Regions from separate parts of the Mus musculus genome. Here regions 2 and 3 are each linked to region 1. The links are chromatin contacts, called in public HiChIP or PLAC-seq and promoter capture Hi-C maps. All regions are on one chromosome and are shown on one strand. The core of a region is the stretch at or near the end of the contact, and the rest is flanking DNA. Distances in the headings are between cores, read along the strand shown. Region 1 holds the start of Actr5 (ARP5 actin-related protein 5). Region 2 holds the start of Arhgap40 (Rho GTPase activating protein 40). Region 3 overlaps Ppp1r16b (protein phosphatase 1, regulatory subunit 16B).

Region 1 (3,049 bases), core at 249-2,748:
CCTTCCTTCCTTCCTTCCTTCCTTCCTTCCTTCCTTCCTTCCTTCCTTCCTTCCTTCCTTCTTTCTTTCTTTCTTTGTTTTTTTGTTTTTCGAGACAGGGTTTCTCTGTATAACCCTGGCTGTCCTGAACTCACTTTGTAGACCAGGCTGGCCTCGAACTCAGAAATCTGCCTGCCTCTGCCTCCTGAGGGCTGGGATTAAAGGCGTGCGCCACCAAGGCCGGCTTTTTTTTTTTTTTTTTTGCCACTTTTCTTAAAACGTCATGTAAATAAACCAGCCTTCAAAGTGCAGGGCTAAAGCTTAAAAGAAGAAAGAAAATACAGCAATCAAGAAAACAGAAAACTTGAGTTGTCGTGGCGTGCTTGGGGAAAGAGGAAAGAGAAAAAAAAAACAATGCTGGAGTGGTGATCAGGGTGTCTAAGCCCCAAACAACAGCTGCAAGCTGGGTGGTGGGTGGGAGAGGGGAGGATGGTCAGCAGGCTTTCAGGGCAATCTTATCGGGTGGAGCCGTCCTGGTAGGAATTCAGTCAAATGTTCAATCAGGCAATGGATAAAATGAAGACACTTAATCCAGTCTCAAAAAAATTATCTCCCACTTGATCCAGTCTCAAAAAAATTATCTCCCATATCCTCTTCTGTATTCCAGAAGCTTTTATAGAATGCACTCCAAAACAAGGGGTAAACTGGTGTGTCTGTGTGTGTATCTGTGTGTGTGTGTGTGTGTGTGTGTGTGTGTGTGTGTGTGAGATGTCAATAACCCTAATACATAAAAGGCTGGAACAGGAGGATGGCTGAGAGTTGAAGGCCAGCATGAGATACAACGACATGATTAAAAACAAAAACAAAGACAAAACCAAAAACAAAGCAGGGCAGTGGTGGCACACGCCTTTAATCCCAGCACTTGGGAGGCAGAGGCAGGCGGATTTCTGAGTTCGAGGCCAGCCTGGTCTACAGAGTAAGTTCAAGATAACCAGAACTACACAGAGAAACCCTGTCTCAAAAAAGCAAACCAAACAAAACAAAACAAAAAGTGAAATATTCAATCTTAAGTAGACAGCTTGATGAATTTTTACAAACTCACTAAATATTCATTTTAGCTGCCACTCCCAGAAACTGAAGTTAGTAGTACCTCAGAGTTTGGAGTTTGACTGGGCCCTTGAGGGCCCTGAGTTCCATCCCTGGAACCTATTGGGTGAAGAGAACAGGCATCTTGGCACGCTCCCACACCCATCACGCAATAAATAAACAAATGAACAGAAAAAGAAGTCAAAGGGGAAGGAGATTAGCTTAACACGGTCACAAAACTAAGGGCTAGATCTGCAAGGCTATGCAGACAGAGACCAAGGGAGAGTAAGGGGACAGGGAGGGGCGGAGTCCAGCCCAGTGTGGGTGGAGCCTTTGGTCCCTTAGTTAGAGCAAGGGGCGTGGCTACGCCTCCATGTTCGGAGCTGGGGGCGGGGCTCGTGGACAGCCAGTTAGCGCGAAGAGGCGTGGCCACAAGGAGGCTGTTGCGGACAAGCTGGAGCTACGGTTGGACTTGAGGCCTGGATCAGCGGGGAATAGAAACCCACAGAAAGTTCTGGAGCGCCAGGCGGGAATCAGGTGCTGAAACCAGCGAGTCCTCCCGTAAGGAGGAGGCTTCCGGACGCTTCGGGGCCCAGAGACTCAGACGCGGCCCGGGGTTTCGTGACGCACTCGGCTTCGGGGCGGGACCGGCGCTGGCCAAGATGGAGGCCAACGTGTTCCGCTTCCGAGATGCCCGCTCTGCTCCGGATCCCGTGCTCGAAGCCGGGCCGGTGGCCTTCGGGTCGCAGCCGGTGCCTCTGGTGCTGGACAACGGGTCGTTCCAGGCTCGGGCCGGGTGGGCGTGCCCCGGGCCGGACCCCGGTCCCGAGCCTCGCCTGCAGTTCCGCGCCGTGTGTGCGCGCGGCCGCGGCGGGGCGCGCGGCGGGCCGGGGCCGCAGGTGGGCAACGCGCTGGGAAGCCTGGAGCCTCTGCGCTGGATGCTGCGCTCGCCCTTCGATCGCAACGTCCCGGTCAACCTGGAACTGCAGGAACTGCTGCTGGACTACAGCTTCCAGCACCTCGGCGTCTCCTCGCAGGTGAGGGCCTGCCGGGCAGGGCGCGCTCGGCTTCAGCCGTCATGCCAGGCAGTAGGGTATTGAACACAAGTTCGTCAGCCTTGTGCTAGGAGCTAAGGGTACACCACGAAGTCTTTATCTTCCAGAGGATGGGCTGTCTCAGGCACAAGGGTCCAGTTTGCAATAGTCCAAGTGAGATGAGTTTTACCAGCACCAGTCCGATCCTGGAAGTATTTTGAAGATAAAACCAACGGGGTTTATCAGTTAACAGTTTAGCCAAAGCTTGACTTAATAAACTTAAAATGAACCGGGCATGGGTTCACGGCCCTTTAATCCGGGCACTCGGTAGGCAGAAGCAGGCAGATGTTTGTGAGTTCAAGGCCAGCCAGGGCTACACAGAGAAACCTTATCTTAAAAAAACAAAAAACCAACAGACAGACAGACCTACGAAAAGCTTAAATTGATCATGTTATTTTGGCTTCCCAAAATAATCTCCAATAGAGATGAAATGTATTCTTTAAAATGGCCCGTGAGCACCTTTTAAAAGATGTATTATTTCAAAGTTATATGTGTGAGAATGTGTACAAGAGTGTAGGTGCCTTAGGCAGGTGATCTTCTGTGACTGGAGTCAGAGATTAGGTGCTGGGAAACAGAGTTGGGTTCTAATGTGTTCTCTCTAGTCCTCGTGTCTGGCCTTGAGTGTCTCCCTCCACGACCTCGTGTTTTAAATTAGAGTTCAAAAGTAAATTCTGTCCTGCGTAAGGATTTGGGGTTATTTTTGCATTTCATGCATGCTTCCGTTTGTCTCTTTGTGCTTGTCTTTCAAAGTAGGGCTGCGTTGATCATCCCATAGTTCTGACAGAGGCTGTGTGTAACCCCCTCTACTCCCGTCAAATGATGTCGGAGCTCCTTTTCGAATGCTACAGGATCCCGAAGGTTGCCTATGGGATAGACAGCCTCTTCAGCTT
Region 2 (3,049 bases), core at 254-2,753, 110 kb before region 1:
TTTTCTTTTTTTTTTTTTTTTTTGGTTTTTCAAAACAGGGTTTCTCTGTATAGCCCTGGCTGTCCTGGAACTCACTTTGTAGCCGAGGCTGGCCTCGAACTCAGAAATCCGCCTGCCTCTGCCTCCCGAGTGCTGGGATTAAAGGCGTGTGCCACCACGCCCGGCAGCCATTTTCTTAAGGTGTGTGTGTGTGTGTGTGTGTGTGTGTGTGTGTGTGTGTGTGTGTATACATATGTACATCATGCATGTGCAGATGCCCAAGCTGGCCAGAAGAGGGCATTGGATTCCCTGGAACTGGAGTTGAAGGTGGTAGTGGTCCAATCAGTGTGAGCCTTGGGAACTGCAACTCCAGCCCACGGAAGAACAGGTGCTGTGTCTCTCTGGCCCCTTATTCAGCCATTTTCTCATCCCACCCCTCATTCTTCATCCATCTGACTGTCCATCCATCCATCCGTCTGTCCACATGTGTGTCCATCCACCCACTTCCTGCCCACCCACCTATGCGTCCATCCTTCACTGAGCACCTACTGTGTTTCTCACACAAAGCTCCATTGAACCCTCATCATGTGCCAGCCTCAAGCATGCCCTCCATGCAGATTCACTTTATACACAGGGAGGAGCCTCGGCAGCAGTGGGACTCCCATCTCCTCTCCGTTCCTGGAAGGTGGTTCTTTTGTCTCCTTCTGAGGATGGAGTGTTGGGAAGATGGTCAGCTGATCATCTGCATGGTCTGACTGAGCCAGCAAGGACTACCTGCAAGTTAGAGCTCCTGTGGTCCCTTTTTTCCATATGTAGGACTACAGCTCCCAGAGGCTTATGGGAAGGGACTAAGCCAAGGTGAAGGCCTGGGTCACCACCAGTCACTAGCTTTATTTGTTCCTTTTGGTTTGGTTTTGAAACTGGGAAGGCTGTGGGAGATGAGAGTGCCCACCCCAATAGCATGTTTTATGTCTGGTGCAAGTGTGTTTGGCTGGTTGATTGGTGTTTTAATCTTTCTTTTTCTTTTAGATTAAAAAAAATGTGTATGGCTATTTTGCCTGCATATATTTCTGTACCATATGCATATAAAGCCCACATGGGCCAGAAGAGGACATTTGAATCTCCTGGGACCGGAGTTACAGATGGTTATGAGCTGCCATGCAGGTGCCGGGGGAATTGAAGTTCAGTCCTCTGGAAGAACAGCCAGTGCTCTTAACTGCTGAGCCACCTCTCCAGCCCAGGCTGGTCTTGAACTCACAACCTTCTTTCGCTACCTTCTAACTTCTGGATTATAGGCATGTGTAACATGCTTACTTCACGTCTGCTGCTTTTTTGTGTTATTTCTGTTTTGGCTAAGGGCCAGGAAGTCTGTGCTCACACATACCTGCCTGTGGGCGGTTCTGGCTGACTCAGCCTCACCTCAATATGGGGGTGTCTTGGAAGGGTGTGCCACAGGCCCTGCCACCTTCCTCCGACTCTCACTGTGATTCATTCAGTCCCAGAGGCAGCAATAGGAGCTGTGTGTGCCTGTCCATGACAGAGCCGTCCCTTCTCCCTGCTGCCAAGATGGAAGGGCTGGCCCTGCTGCCCCTGACCTCACCCTGTCCCCGGATCCCACGAGCCCGCATCTCCAGGCAGCCGGGGCGATGGGCCCACCTGGGCTGCAGGTACTGGTGTCCAGGGTGGTGGAGGGAGGACTGGATCTGCTGTGTGTGAGGAACAGGTGCCACTTCACAACAGTTCTGTGAGGCGAGAGTACCTTTAGGCTGATCCTGATTCTTAACAATTCTAAGTGATGCTGGGGACTAGCTTGGGCAAATCCACTCTTAGATGGATAATTACGGCTCCTGCCACACACATTTCGGCTTGAGCCCCTGGAGACTGGATGTGGTCCTTCCCCAGGAAGAGATTCAGGAAGCGGGGTTGGAACTCTCAGATGGGGCAACTGGCAGGGAGTGGTACTCATACGGATAAACCTTTGTGCCACAAAACATATTCCTTGAGTGCCTGTGGGGGAACTGTGGGGGCTCTGTCCCATCAGAGGGAAATGGGCTCAACAGGTGAAACCTGTTTGTCTGTCCACTTTGCCCTGGTCAGTCTGTCAGATGTGTTGGCTTCCTGATACTGCTGTTCGGAGTCATCAAACAACAGTTACTATCTTCGAATCCAGTGTGCTGAGATTCCCCAAACCAAGGACTCTTTCTCCACTACCAGGCTCTCAGGGGACGAGGCTTCCTTTCCCAGATGCTAAGGGCCCATATGTTGCTTGGCTCTTAGCCTCCCCATATGCAATGCCACCACTGAGCACCTCTGACTCTTGGCTATGACCTACCCTTCCATCCCCATTGCCTCTCCTGCCTGCCTCTGCCACTAACAGGGTGACATCAGTAATAGCCTTGGACCCACTCAGATGGTCCGGGCTCTCCCTCATCTTGAGGACCCAAACAATCACAGCCAGAACACCCAGAGCAGAGTCACAAATTCTGGGGATTAAATGCAGACATCTTTGAGGGGCCTCCATTATTCTATGTATCTTTACATTCATTCCATCTATACATTCATCCCATTGTTCTAATCTACAACTACATCACTAGCCATCCATTACCTATCACTCCATCTATGGAGTCCGTCCGTCTGCCCATCCCTCTATCGACCTATCGATAATCTCTATCAACCTACCTAGCAACCTGTCTACTAAGGTGGCTCTTCTTACTCCCACCCCTGCCTTAATCCCCTAAGTCTATTAATACTAATCCATCTGTGAGAACGTCTGGCCACTGAATGTGCTCAGTGGCTGTGGCTGGATGAACCAGTGAGTGATCCTTTAAGCATGTGAAATTTCATAGCTCCCCTTTGTTTACTTACAACAATACGAAGGGAACAAAAGCGGCGTGCTCACTTTTGGAACAGCGGCTTTCCAAACGACAGGGTTATGTAAGCCTTGTCTTAAGTTTTATTTGTACTGTTTTTGGGAGACCTTTCTTCTGCATTGGCCTCGCCGGTGCCAAGGTCACCATGCCAGCATTGTTAGTTTTTTAAGACAATCCCAGTGAAGGGGCCCAGGAGATGG
Region 3 (3,049 bases), core at 160-2,659, 110 kb after region 1:
AAGGCTGAAGAAGAAATTGCTGGCCCAGGGTGGAAAAAAAAGAAGGTTTCAGACGCAGGTGATAGCTTTGGCTGGTTTGAAGAAGCCAGAAGCGAGTGCAGCAGGAGAAGGCCACAACAGGGAGGGAGCAGGTGGGACTTGGGGGACGAAGCGAGGACTGGTTGAGGCAGCGGAAGAGATGAGACAGGGAAGAGGAAGAGGTGCTTGGTACCCATGAGCATGCCCGTCAAAGCATCTGCTTAGGTAGCAAGCAGCATGTGGGCCTTGGGGAGCTGCATCTTGCTCAAGGTCCACCTGCTGTGGGCCGACCCTGCAGCCTCCTTGCCCAGTCCTGAGGGGCAGGGGCAGGACCCACTCCTGAGCTTGCATGTCACTCGCCAGCGCTTGGCCAAGCAGTGACTTCTGGGGAGCAAGATGGGTAAAATGTCAAAGGAAAACACAATCTTGTCAGTGGTGACGTTAGCCTGTGAAGACAGCTGTTACCAGCTTTCTCCAGAGAAGGCACCCCTGCAGCCCAGCATTGCAGCTGGAAAGGCTAAGAGCAGATGGCCTTGCTGGCCCAGATTCCGGCCAGATTGCCTGGGAGGTGTGGGTGTAGTGTATGTGTGTGTGTGGTGGTGGTGGTGGTAGAAGGAGCAAGATATGTGGGGGAGGGGAGCAGAGCCACCTCATGCCATCTCCATGGTGCTCTGCCCATTGGGGAGCAGGGGTACTCTCCAGGGCCTCTGTGGTCTTAAACCAGTACTTGTCAGAGTCCCTTGGAGAGAGGCCACTTCCATCTGTGAGGACCTGCTTGCAAGCTTGTGGGTGACTTTCAGTGCCCATGGAAATGGCCCAGCATCCAGTGCCCAGCTCAGGTAGGACCCAGATGCAGCTCACCAGTTAGTTTCAGTGTTTCTTCTCCTGGTAACTGGAAATAGTGGCACTTAGACCTTCTCTTCCTAAATCCTCACGGCACCCTAAAACCAAAGTCCTCATTTGATCCCCATTTTATAGCTAAGGGCCTGAAGGCCAAAGGCCACAGCTAACCACATACTTGAGAGCAGATGGTTCACTCTGATAAACTGAGCTTAAGTCTGGAGGCCTGGGTCTGGTGGGCAGAGAGCAGCCTCAGGTGCAGCAATCAGGAGAGAGGCTGGGACTGCCGGCTAGAGGAGACAGCATGTCCCTTTTCTCTTGGTGCTTCCTGAGCCCCTGTCAAGCCTTAGATCCCAAGTTTCCTCCCTAGGATGTTTGTCCAGTAAGACATGAGCCTGGAACAGAGCCCGGGACAGTAAACACAGGATCTCGGTTTAACCGAGCAAAGCCGCATGCAGCTTCTAGGCACTCCATTCACACAGACTATGATGAAAATAACCTGGCCTCTGAGTTGGTTGAGAGGGTTGCCCTCTGTGGGGCCACAAGCTGCAGGGCCTTGAAAACCAAGCATCTGCAGACCTTGCCACACAGGATGTGATGCAGGCAGCGGGGGACTGCACAGTCTATGGGGACATTTAGCTCTGGCGCTCTGGGATGAACACAGTCTAAGTGACCCATCACCAGGCTGTGGTTTTTCTGTCCTGCTTGTGGATGAACACAGTCTAAGTGACCCATCACCAGGCTGTGGTTTTTCTGTCCTGCTTGTGGGGCCTGGAGCTCTTCTGTCTGTGTGGAGACCTGTGGTTATCCAATGTTCAGCCAGCCTTAGGAGTGACCCCTGGCTCCCCATGTCAGCCATCAGCTTGGTTGATGAAGATGTGTAGTAGAGCCTTGGCTTCTAGTCCCAGCACCTCAAAAACCAAAAAGACATTGGACAGACAAGCGCAGAGTCCCTCTTCTTGCTGAGCCCAGAGAAAGGGAAGCTGGCTGCGTGCTGGGCGGTGGGACTTGGCTCCAGGGAGCTGGGCTCAGAGCCAGGCTCTGGCCTCCTAGGGAGAGCTGCCTAGGCAGCCTTGGCTCATGGGTATTCAGGGTTTCTTGGAGCTGGAGATGATCTGTCCCACTTCTTGGGATGAAAATAACTGCCCGATTTCAGGGTAATTACATGGCTTGGGCTCCCACACAGTGCAGAGAGCCCCCCGATAATTACTGTGTGGATGCTGCTGTTGGCAGCTGATGCTTATTTTCTGCCTCAGAGTCTCCTGGACAGGAAGCCTGGGCCATCAACTGCTCTAGACAATGCAAATCTGCTCATGTGAGCAGAACCTTCTAGAAACATTTTCTGGACAGGGTTGTGATGGCCTCTCTCACTCCACAACCATCTGTCAAGCTCGGGACACCATTGCCAGCCCAGATACAAACGGTGTCTGGGGTTCTCAGTGGCTATACTAGTAATTTCTGATCCCTGTGACAAGAACATCTGACCAAAGCAACTTAGGGAGGAAGGGGTTGGCTTGTAGTTCCAGGGTACAGTCTGCCATGGAAGGGAAATAGTGATGGTGGCTGGTTGTGTTGTATCCCCAGTCAGGAAGCCGAGAGTGAATGGATGCTGGTTCTCAGCTCTTGTTTTCTGTTTTATTCAGTCCAGGATCCAGCCTATGAGATCGTGCCATCCACACTCAGAGTGGATCTTCCCAACTCAGTTAAACATCTCTGGAAATGTCCTCCTACACATGGCCAGAGGTGTGTGTCCACCGTGATTTCAAATCCAGCCAACATTGGAGATTAATTATCTCAGTGGCTTTACCGTCATCTCCTCAAGTAGCCCTGGGCTAGGCCCATCTACTAAGTTACCGAGCTCTGTAGGAGGCACCTGTGCGTGGGCAGAGCTTCCTGTTACACTTCCTGTCATAGCGGTGTATGAAGTGGAAACTTACAGCTTCCTTGGGGTCAGTTGTGTTGGATGGTGTTTTGCTGGGGCAAACATGTGAAGGAGTGTTTTCCTGGAGTGGACACAGGTGAAAGACTCAGGCAAGACGCGTGAAGGAACGTTTCACTGAAGGAGATACAGGAGAGAGGATGTTCTGCTAAAGCAAACCTGTGAAAGGACTCATGATGAAGGATTCTTTGCTAACAACACTCATGTATTGGTCAGACTTACATTGTGCAGTTAAGCTCCATTTGTCGGGAC

Evidence for each region. Promoter capture Hi-C pulls out the DNA fragments that hold promoters and counts their contacts. HiChIP or PLAC-seq counts read pairs in DNA pulled down with a chosen protein or histone mark.
Region 2: an HNF4G HiChIP or PLAC-seq map of pancreatic cancer cells shows a contact between it and region 1. The contact joins the promoter of Arhgap40 here to the promoter of Actr5 in region 1. A contact is called at or near these places in 8 of 39 promoter capture datasets (the C10 cell line, the HPC-7 cell line, cranial neural crest and 4 more), 14 of 115 datasets of contacts at active chromatin or transcription factors (T-cell acute lymphoblastic leukemia, bone marrow-derived macrophages, embryonic basal ganglia and 7 more) and 4 of 9 other capture datasets (adipose tissue, embryonic stem cells, liver and 1 more).
Region 3: a contact with region 1 is called in a promoter capture Hi-C map of pre-B cells. The contact joins the enhancer-like site here to the promoter of Actr5 in region 1. A contact is called at or near these places in 3 of 39 promoter capture datasets (the C10 cell line, the HPC-7 cell line and pre-B cells), 2 of 484 Hi-C or Micro-C datasets (CD8 T cells and bone marrow-derived dendritic cells), 2 of 115 datasets of contacts at active chromatin or transcription factors (CD8 T cells and pro-B cells) and 3 of 9 other capture datasets (adipose tissue, liver and pancreatic islet).

What each region holds. Positions count from the first base shown.
Region 1 is chr2:158,623,415-158,626,463 of GRCm38.p6, forward strand. Actr5 (ARP5 actin-related protein 5) reads left to right here and starts at 1,499. Exons shown (of 9, transcript NM_175419.4): 1 at 1,499-2,102; 2 at 2,913-3,049. The coding sequence starts at 1,728.
Region 2 is chr2:158,511,293-158,514,341 of GRCm38.p6, forward strand. Arhgap40 (Rho GTPase activating protein 40) reads left to right here and starts at 1,504. Exons shown (of 15, transcript NM_001145015.1): 1 at 1,504-1,646. The coding sequence starts at 1,513.
Region 3 is chr2:158,732,767-158,735,815 of GRCm38.p6, forward strand. All of the region lies in intron 2 of Ppp1r16b (protein phosphatase 1, regulatory subunit 16B), which reads left to right. Among named protein-coding and RNA genes, the nearest start is that of Fam83d, 34 kb to the right of the region's middle. Within about 2 kb of position 1,410, at least 120 of the 459 cell types and tissues checked have an H3K27ac peak or open chromatin away from gene starts, as enhancers often do. A contact at or near this core is called in CD8 T cells, adipose tissue, liver and 2 more, where this site is marked.